Linked DNA regions of Zea mays: region 1 is linked to region 2. The links are chromatin contacts, called in public Hi-C maps. All regions are on one chromosome and are shown on one strand. The core of a region is the stretch at or near the end of the contact, and the rest is flanking DNA. Distances in the headings are between cores, read along the strand shown. Region 1 holds the start of LOC110120361. Region 2 holds the start of LOC100279808.

Region 1 (5,266 bases), core at 1,647-4,146, 230 kb before region 2:
AAAGATAATTGCCTTGCTTGTCTTCATCTAGTTACATGGTCTCTACATTTATAGTCCCTAGAGGACTTGTTTTTCCCAAACAAACTAGAGAAGGGGTCCTTATTGATTTGGACTCTCTTTTCCTAACAAATAATTCTATTTACTAACGAGAAGTCATTATCGATTTGCACTCTCCTTTCCTAACAAATTATATTTTCTAAACGGGTATTATTTACGCCTACTGTAATTTGAGCCTAATACCTATGTGGCCCGTTTTTCGACGCGCATAAGCTGTACAGGTCATTACATATCTCTCCGCCTCTTCAAACATCTTGTCCTCGAGTTGAGCATTTGGGTAGCCGTCCATGAAAACGTGCAGTGTCCCCCATGTAGTGTCAACACTGGTCAAGCCCTGCCACCGTACGAGATCATGTCATACGCCACAACCCACAGCGTAATTGGGTGTGTAACGCTTTCTCTAGAGCAGACAACAATTGGCCATCATGAACAGGTGGCACATGTGATAGAGTCGTTGGAAGGTCCCCGTAAAATGGCTTGAGTTGTCCGACGTGAACGCATCGTGGAGACGAGCGTCGGCCGGGAGGTGGAGACAGTAGGCCACCTGCCCAATTCGCTGCAATACCTGGAAGGGGTCTACATAGTGAGGCCCAAGTTTTCCCTTGGGTCGGGGCTACAACGAGCACATCGAGCGATGGAAAAGGCAGAGCCACACTCAATCGCACACTTTGAATTCAAGCTCACGATGGTGGTTATCGTAGTACTGCTCGCCATACTATTGAGCCTGGAGAAGACGCTGATGAATTTCCCCAATAAAAGCATCTCAATCACACATTAGGGAGTTTGTTGTCTCTATCTGAGCAGCCCCTGTTGTGTGGCAACAAAGGTGGCGAGGGACAGTTGTACACCACCTAGAAGGGAGTGGTGCGAAACGCCGTGTGGAAAGAGGTATAGTAGGCTCGTAGCAATAACTAGCCCATGGAAGCCAATCCACCCAAGCACGAAGTAGGTCCCTTGTGGCACAACAAAGGTACATGGCTTCCTTTTTTACGGCAAGGGTGAAATGTTGTGCTTAGTGGAGTTTGAAACCAAACATCTTGAAGAGGTCGCGCCACATATGACCGGTGAAGACCATATCCCAGTCGCTGATAATGGAGGTGGGGAGGAAGCCATGTAGCCGAACAATATCCTCGAAGAAGGCACGAACAACTGACACAAGAGTATGGGTGACTGAGGGCAATGAAGTGCGCATATTTGGAGAAACGATCGACGACAGTGAGCATGACGGTGTAAGAAGAGATTGTGTATAATGTGTGGGATATTGAGCCTCTAAGGAGAATATATAGGAGTACATGACTTGGAGGGCAAGAAGGCTATCCTAGAGACGGGCGATGGACGATGGAGACGCAAACCAGATCACTGATCGAAAAAACAAAAAGACGCAGCAGCAACAAATCCGGTACATCACCGGGGTACACTAGTTTCAATACTTCGAGCCACATACCCATCTGATTCAAAGGAAGAATGGGCAACCCTTGCAGCATGTAAACAAAGCTTTAGGATAGCAAAACAGGTTGAGTAATAATTTCTATCTTTCCCATACATAAAGTCCAAAAATCATGTTCCAAACAATTTTGTGCAAGACAGTACAGCAACAATAGCAATGACCTATGTTTTTGCAAACGTGTCATAGCATTTGTTCCATTAAGAGGATAGCAATGGCCTATTTACTTCATAAGAGAAAGGAGTCAAATACCATAATTTGTTACTTGGTGTAAAACAAACAAATGCAATATACAACTGCTGGGTCCCTCCCATCAAACCAAACGACCTAATAAAGACTTCCGAGCCAACAGAAATCGATGTTCACATAGAGAGGCTAACCTTATAATCAAAATTCAGCATCCCTTGGGAGTAGTGGGGCTCACTTGTCAACTGCAAGAGCACAAAATCGGTCAACTAAGGATTTTTAAAGGTGGCTTCAAGCAAAGCTGAATCCAAATAATCATCAATTTACTAGCAGTTTAAAATCAATTTACCTGAGCATTTATCTTTAAAGAAAGGTTGTCCGTAATATCATGCTTGACACGGATGTTCTCCCTCCCTTCATGTGAGACCCTCCCCATGAGCATCGTCTACAAGAGAATCCCATTACATTGAGGAATGAAACCCAGTAGAGAGCACTCAACAGCACTCTTATGTAAAGGGAAAAGGAGTGCAACCCTCTGATTGATAAAGTTGGCACCAAACTCATAATTGGAGGTGGGAACCTTGATCACCTCGCTCCCCTGTGCCGGGATCTCAATGGATCCCATGGCAACGCTGGTTCAAACAAACGTAATCAATTGTGAAAACATGGGCACACAACCAGAACAAGCTGACAAAACACGAAGATGCACCACGTACCTGTGAGTCAAAGCGAAGTACGGGGTGATCATCTTGGTCAAATCGAAGCGCATACCCTCGAAAAGGTCCGGCTTCAGCGCCACTGCAACAACGCAAAGAAGATCACATAGTTACTCGCCACCCGCTCGATTTGCGGTCAAGTCAGTCGCGCCGGCGATTGACAGCACATCAAACAAGGTAAGAGGAAGGGGTGGAACTGGGGACTTACTGAAGGCCTCGCGCTGGATCTCCTCATATGGGACGGGGCACGGGAGGTTGAGGTAGTCCACCTTCTCCTCAGTCGCCTCCTCCTCATGAGGTTTCGGCGGCGGGGCGGCGGCGGCGTCAGCAGCGTCAGCGGCAGCGGGCGCAAAGGGTGGAGTCGACGCGTATGTGGGGGGATGGGGAGGAGGGGCCCCGGCCTGGCTGACGGAGGAGCCCATGGCGGCGGCGGCGCGTTTGACTGATTTGGGGTGGGGGTGGGGGTGGCGGCGGGGCGGCGCGGGGTCTGGCCGTCTGGGTAGGTTGTGTGTGAGTGTGTCTGTGTGATTTCCCAGCGCCGGCGGCGAGGGTCAACAAGTCGGGGTTTTAGCAGGGTTTCGCCTCGGTACGGGGAGGACGCCGCTAACGGTTGGATTTTGCCTCGTGATGCGCGTATCCGACAGCCTGTGCTCGTCTTTTCTTCCCTTTTCATCTTGAGCAAGTTTTGGGTATGTCTGGTCTTCTTTTCACTCCTCACTTTTCTATTTAGTTTGTATAATGCATTTGATTTCACCAAAATTTATAGAATAAACTTATAATACATCACTTCATAAAGCACTAGATATGTGTCCGTGCGTTGCTACGTAAGTAAAAATAGTATAAAATATATATACGAAACCACAAGCATGGCGTATGCGGAGGGGAGGCAGGGGCGCGGTGGGTGGGAGCCGCACGACACATTGCGTAGGTTTTTGCGATGGCACGCACGGTGTGGTAGAGCCATCGTGGTGGAGGAGGTCGCGGAGTCGTCGACGCAAATGTCATGGAGCCACGATAGCAGTTTACGGAGGTTGCGGAGGTCGCGTGCGGAGGTTGGCTATCCGACGCAGGTGGGCGGGGGTTTCGTGGAGTCAGAGCTCCGTGTGCGCGGAGTCGGCGTGGATGTCGCGGAGGCGAGGGCACGGAGATGGTCTACACTATTGCCTTAATAGATAGTAGAGAAGTAGAGATAGATAAAAAAATTGATACATCAAACAGTTGAACATGTGGGAATGAAGCCATGCTGGGCCAGCTGCCCCGCCCGCCGTACGATAAAATAGAGGAGCAAAGTAGGCGCACACGCATCGCCAACGCGTGTGTGCCAGCCTGCCAGGTCCATCAGGCCCTAGCCTGACCAGGGGAGCCGCACTGGAGTGGACTGGACTGCCTACCGCGGGTACGAGCGCGAGTGGTGGTGCGTGCCCGGTGCCCGCGACGCGCGATCGCTCACTGTCGTAGTCGTTCGTCTCGATCCGACCGGCTCCGGGGTGGGCAGCCCGTCGCTCACAAGTCCCATCGTATGGTCTGGCCAGCCCCGCACCCCCTTCTGCCGGCATGGGGTGAGGCCGAAGGCAGCGGCACCAGCACCCACCGTCCGCGTTCTTCCCGCCCCGCCCCCGCGCCCGGTCGCTAATTACGCACACATGCCATCCGTCCGTCCACGCACACGGCGCACACCACCCATCTGCCTTTGTTGCTGCGCCAGGACGCTACCCACGCAGGCGGGAGCGGGAGGTCCTCTTCTCCGCGCGCTTTGCGCTGCCTTGTCTGTGCTCGATTCCCCGCGGCCTCCTCCCTCTCACACACGTCTTCCCTCCAGCGCCGCACCACGCCACCAGGGCTAGCGGGTAGCCCACTCCTCTCGCTCCTCCACTCCACCTCTACCCTACGCGCTCTTTCTGCCGCCGAATCAGCACAACTCATCACCCGACCAGGGAAGAGAGATATTTTCTGGCCCTATTTCTGGAGGGCGGGCGGGGGGAGGCGGCGAGGTGACGTGACGGTTGCGACCTGGCGCCGAAGACTTGCGTGAGGAGAAATTTGGAAATTTGCCATTATGGCAAGTGAGTTTCGCCAATTTACCATTATTTTAAAAGACTTCGCTTATATGTCATTTTCAAAGAAGACGCATACGTTAAACTGCCTTTTGGCTATTTAATAAAACAAAAAATCGATTAAAAGAAGAACATCAGAGATCGGTCAGACACAGCACCTTCCATGTCGACGCCCGCCACAGCCAGCATCGTCCAAGACTCCGGCCTGCCCTCCACGGCGCACACGGCCAGGCAAGATCAATCAAGGAAGGAAGCAGTTCCATCTGTGATCCCTTTTCAGGTAAAGGATGTACAATACCAACCAAGGAAGAGCTCAACTTCTCCTGTGATTTCTGTCCTAGTAAATTATGATACATAACGCTAGCCTCTTGTGGATCACTAACAGTTGCCATACCGATTTAGTTGAAGGATGCGCAAACCCAAGGCCAAAAGGAATCACTGGCAGCTCCAATTCGAGCAATCAGACCTTCAGTTAAGATTGATATTCCCACTCAAGTTAAGGAAGCTTCAGCTAGTGCTAGCAGTGAATTGCCATCATCTGCTACGGACAATGCTGCTGCTATGGAATGCAGTACATCATCAAAAATGTTCTTGGCAATAATGTTGCCGTAGAAAGCGAGGCAGTCCGGTGGCGAGGAGCAGAGGACGCGGCGTCGGGCCCCTCCGCTCTTCATCCATCACCAGATCCAGCTGATGCCTCCCCACGCCGCGGCCGCCGTGAAGAAGCGCGGCCAGCCGTGGCCCTTCGCTGTGGGATGGAACTGTAAGGGAGCCCTCGCAGGTTGTCCAGGAGCAGAAACGAGTCGTCC
Region 2 (5,463 bases), core at 805-3,304:
TTGGAAAGAAGCTATCCACGTGCCCGAACCATGATTAGGCTTTTTTTCCTTTTAGTGCTCTCAAAAGTTTTTCCCCTCTCCTTTCTCTCTCTTTCTCTTTTTGGTGACATCTTGTTGGGTTTCAACTCTAGCCTACCCCAACTTGCTTGGGACTAAAAGGCTATGTTGATGTTGAAAGCTCAAAATATACCTGCTCAACAGATGCTCCGCTTTCTGCTGCATGATTATCATGGTCTGTTGCATGATTATCATGGTCCGTTGCATGTACATCATGCTCTTCGGCTACCTATGTCCAACAAACGAAACGATGTGATAGCAAAGATCTATATGTTGCAGTTGAACTATCCAGTAAACATCTACATTTCGGATTACTGCCCATGTTCAACAATGGTTATATTATCTATGTTTTACAGTAATGGAGCATCCTTCTGAACTGTGATTTCACATAATATTAAACAGGAATAATGGAAACACCAGTGTCCAGGGCACATGTAACACTATAAGGTGTTATTGTTTTAGCAAATGATATAAGGGAATTATAAAGATAAAACCAAATACAGATTCCTCATTACTGATGTAAATGATTTGATACTTAATGCATACAGTTGTTTGATGTATAATAAGCATAACACTAAAACAGAAAGAAATGCCAACCTTGTTTTCATCTTCTTGCACATGGTCATGAGTTTCCTTAGAATCTACATCCGGAGAGGCATCAGGTGTTCCCTTTTCATCAGCAGCTTGCTTTTCAGCTTCTTTTATTCTCTTCTCTTCCTTCTCTTTTCTTAAACGTTCTTCTTCCTCTGCCTTCTCTATAAGTCTCTTTTGCTCTACATAGATGGAAGGACTTATTTCAACAACAAAGCTACAAACACCAAACATTTGTTTGATATACCACTATTTGACAAATGGCTCAATACCAATGGATACAAAGACCACACCTTTGAGTTTGTCAACAAGTCCTTGGAGTATTTTCTCTTCACCCTTCAATTTTGCTAACTCTGCTTCGTCTTTAGCATAAGCCTCTTTTGCCCTCTCAACTTCCTGATTCCGAATAACTACACCACTTTTGTATGTAGCGACTTTCTTCTTCAATTTCTCCCTTGCCGCTTTGCCAGCCTCCCAGCAAGTGTTCTTACAGGTGATATTGCTGTCATATTCATCACTCCCATCACAGCAATCTAGGAGGGAAGGTGCAAATACAGAGAATTAATCGCCTAGTGGGGTTTCACCAAAAGCGCCATGATACACAAAACAAGAGCTCCAACGACTTTCACAGTCTGTATTGTACCTTGCACATGCATCTTTATTTAACAAAACAAGTAAGCAATGAATCTAACAATGCCAACAATTATGATCCTCTTACCACAAATGCCGTCATTCACTCGTGATGAGAAGATCGTGACTGGAGTGTGGCCTGCATTCTTGCAGTAGAACTTCGCCTCAGGGCACGCAGATGTCCCTGCATGCAAGAGTCATAATTCAGCTACATAACTGTATCTGTATTCCTACAGTTCCAACAACAACAAACACATAGTGATGTCATGACACACACACAAAAACAAGAAATCTACACGATGAATAGAGAAATCCATTCAAATAAGGAGAATGAGGCAGTACCGGGCTCGTCGGTGCCGTCGGGGCAGTCGCAGAAGTCGTCGTTGAGCTGCTCCCGGGAGAACCTGCCTGATCCGTCCCTGCATTTAATCACGCCGCCTCTGTAGTACGCCTCATCTGCAACCCCCAGAAACGTTGAATCAAGAAACGCATCGACCGAAGGAAACAGGGAAAGATGGAAAGAAATAGCAGAGCAGGCGTGGACAGATCCGGTTGAACCTTGCGGGGGTATGCCCAGGGTGTCGAGGGGCGGCTTGGACTCCACCGCCGCGGTGGCACATAGGAGTAGGGCGCCGACGAGGAGGAGCCTCATGCCTGCGCAGCGCACGGAGGAGGGTCAGGACTCAGGAGGAGCAGATCGGCGGTGGCTCGCTTCGGGGTGCTCGAGTCCGAGTTCTTCCGTTCTTCAGGCCACAAGCGTGTTGTATATTGCAAGTCGAGTGTGTACTAGACTAGACCTTGCATTTTGCAGATAAAAAAGGAATGGTTTATTTTGGGCCGAAAATTCATGGTGAGTAGTTTGTACACCAGGGTTCACCGTACCGTTTAGAGTTCAAAACCTCTAAAAACCGGGATCGGTTTGATATTTCAAATTCAAAAAATCGACATTAAACTGGTAAACCACCTGGGAAACCGCCAAATTTCATCGAGAAACTGGTTTTCGTGGGTTTTTCAATTTTTTGACCGATCCGTGCTTTCAAATCTAAACAAAACGGTTTTCGAAGATTTCTCGACGAGAAACCGGTAATTTTCATTGTTTTTAACTAAAATGCAACTAATTTAAAAATAAATATGAGATATACCATAAAAACATTTAGACCTTTATTGTATGTTTTTCTGTGTTTATCTTTTTTTTCCACTTTTTGAATTTAGAACGAAATTTAAAAAATCAGGGAGAACTGTTCCCGGGGATCGCGTGGTTTTGGGGAACTGGGCGGTTTACCGCCGATTATTGCCGGTAAAACCTTGGTGTATAGTCACCAAAAGATAAACGAATTAGGTTTGCAATTCGCTCGATATAATTTCAGTCTTGACAAGTAGATCTGTACTCATGTTAAAATTGTAACCGACTCTAGTTTCATGCTTTCTATGTAGGTATAAAACTCAAGAATTTATAATTCCTTCTTAGGAATTTAGGTCTCTAATTGCTTTATCTCTCTTTCCTAACATGCAAAATTGCATTGGTGCTATAGATGGTACTTATATTCCTATCACTGTTTTAGAAGACATGTCGCTCCATATAGAAATAGAAAAGGGTCTTTATCCCAAAACATTATGGTAGCTTGTAATTTTTATCTAAACTTTACCTTTATTTCGTGTGGATGGAAAGGATCCACATCAGATGTCGGGGTTCTTCGTTCAACTCTTGGTAGGGGGATTCCATGTGCTAGAATAAAAAGTTTTATCTTATAGATAGTGGATATGCAAATACACCATTAATTGCTCCTTATTGAGGAGTTCGGTGCCACTTAAGAGATTGTTTGGGAGCAAGGATAACGGAGGGGATTGGAGGGGCTAAATTCCCTTGTTATTCGAAATTGAATAGCGAGGGGTTTTATTTCTTCCAATCCTCTCTGGTATCCTTGCTCCCAAACAAGCCCTAAACGAGTTTAGGAGTCAATATTCTTGTGCCAACTACAAAGAGCTCTTCAACCATCGGCATGTAGTCCTTCGGAATCATAGAGAGGCCTATAGGTGTCTTGAAGAAGATGTTCCCTATTCTAAAAGTCATAACCTTCTGTCCTATTGAGTCTCAAAATAGGATTCCAACGGCAGCATGTGTCTTTCATAATATAATTAAAAAAAGCATAATGGTCAGGAAAGGTTACTAGATCACCTCCCAAGCCACATTAAATTGTCCCAATATGTCGATGTCCTAGAAGGAAGTCAACTACCTTGCTGGCTCAAAATCTGTTGATGAAAATAGTTTTAGGCATCACATTGCGATGTAGATGTGGGTTACCCACAATGTTTACTTGATGTGATAACATTTGTGTCATTATTTATGTACTTGATGCACCAAATATTTGTATCATTATTTATGTACTTGGTGCACCTAATATTTATATCATATTTATGTACTTGTTGCACATAATTTAATTTATTACGTGCAGTTTAATATAGTAATGGCAGAAGAAGCATCTAGGGTGAATTGGGACTTCTTATATGAGAAGGGTTTAATTGAAGTATTAATTGAGCACAAGGTTGATGCCCAATTTAAAGGGAAAATGGTTGGAACTCAGGTGGTTGGAGAAGCATCACTAGTCAGTTCAATGAGAAGTTCCCCTAGCACATTTCACAAAGCAACAACTTCAAGACAAGAAGGATCTTAAAGCAAGCTACAAGGCCATAAGCAACACAAAGAATGATAGAGGTGTAGGATGGAATGTGTCAATGGGGATGATATAAGCTAAACCAGAAGTTGGGGTGTGTCTTTGCCAAAGGATCTCAAACTAATAAGCCTTAAATATCTTCGGGTTTGTTTCAGGATAATGACTTTTATCATAGTGATCTTTGTAGGCTAAAAAAGGTGGTAGTAGCTTCAGCATCAGTGATAGTCAAATCACCTCAGAACATCTGAAGCACATAACAAGAAGCAAACAAAGAATCAAGCGATGTGTGCAACACATCTCTAAGAGGAAAAGACGACATGAAGCGTCCTGATCCTTTGGGACTCAAATGTGATACAATTACTAGTCCCAGGAGGCTAGTAACCGCATTCCTTACTTCAAATAGTACAGAGTTCGAATAAATGTTATTACAATACCAGAGTACAAGCTCGAGAGAGCCAGAAATACAAAGCGCAGTAGAAGATAAACTAGCCCAAGCCACAGGCAGAACTGGGTACAGACACAACCCCCTCAATCAAGCATAGCAGAAAAAAAGTCTTCAGCTGCTAGAAAACATAAATAAATCTGGGTGAATACACTAGGTATTCCGCAAGCCCATCCCGCTCCCGTAAAGAGAAAGGGACCTATATCATACATGCTCTATATGGTGGAGTTGAAGTCACTCTTCTTTTTCTCACAGAAAGACAGTACTTTTAGGGTTTTTCCCAAAGAAATAGAAATAACACAATACTCAACCACCACTGAGCTTCTCGCTCCCATGGCATCGTTTTCATTTCCAAAAACACACTCATACACACACATTTCTCTGTTCACGGAGGTTGTAAAACACTAATTGTCATACCACACCAGACTCGTCCATTCCAGTGGACACGGACTATTCGAATAGGTTTGAACTCTGCGCAGAGGGGTACACTTTACCCACTAGTCCGGCTCTGCAATCTCATGGCCAATGAGATCTGAATCCGAATCTCTTTCTTTCCTCGCACGTCCTAACCTTAACGGTTATACCGAAAGGAGTCTGGCCACCACCATGTCCAAACCGGACAAAACATTCCCCCTCCTTATCCTCCCGGTGCTCCCCAGCCTTCATAACCCTAGGGTTGGACCGTACGAGTTCAGATTGAGTGATTGCCCATACAGTCTCAAGTGGTTGTACTTAGCATGAGTACAGGTAGTGAAGGATGACAAACCGGTCCTTATATGAGGGGACAATCCTTCTGCTCACACCTAAACCAGCTGAGCCATCACCTTAGGCCCTCCCCTAAACCAGGGAGTCCCTGATCATCCCACTCACAAGGTGATGAGGGTGAATACCCTTCATCGCACACTTTTTGAAAACATCGCTTAGTCAAAACACTGCCCTTTTCCTATCCCACAATTTGTACTCAAAAGATGTTTGTTAATGCGGGCTATCTCTCTACTCACAATGCAAATGTTCCATCCCTTAATACCGGCTTAGGTAGTGGTAGAAAGAATAGGTAAATTATGCATCAAG

Evidence for each region. Hi-C and Micro-C count contacts between places; a contact is called where the count stands out from the background.
Region 1: a contact with region 2 is called in a Hi-C map of ear, with 1.9 times the contacts expected there. The contact joins the promoter of LOC110120361 here to the promoter of LOC100279808 in region 2. A contact is called at or near these places in 3 of 25 Hi-C or Micro-C datasets (ear, leaf and tassel).

What each region holds. Positions count from the first base shown.
Region 1 is chr8:2,589,450-2,594,715 of Zm-B73-REFERENCE-NAM-5.0, reverse strand. LOC110120361 reads right to left here and starts at 2,896. Exons shown (of 11, transcript NM_001350808.1): 1 at 2,612-2,896; 2 at 2,404-2,485; 3 at 2,220-2,319; 4 at 2,037-2,132; 5 at 1,882-1,932. The coding sequence starts at 2,825. It also overlaps the pseudogene LOC100276822.
Region 2 is chr8:2,359,097-2,364,559 of Zm-B73-REFERENCE-NAM-5.0, reverse strand. LOC100279808 reads right to left here and starts at 2,054. Exons shown (of 16, transcript NM_001152764.1): 1 at 1,837-2,054; 2 at 1,621-1,734; 3 at 1,367-1,462; 4 at 942-1,181; 5 at 655-830; 6 at 191-286. The coding sequence starts at 1,930.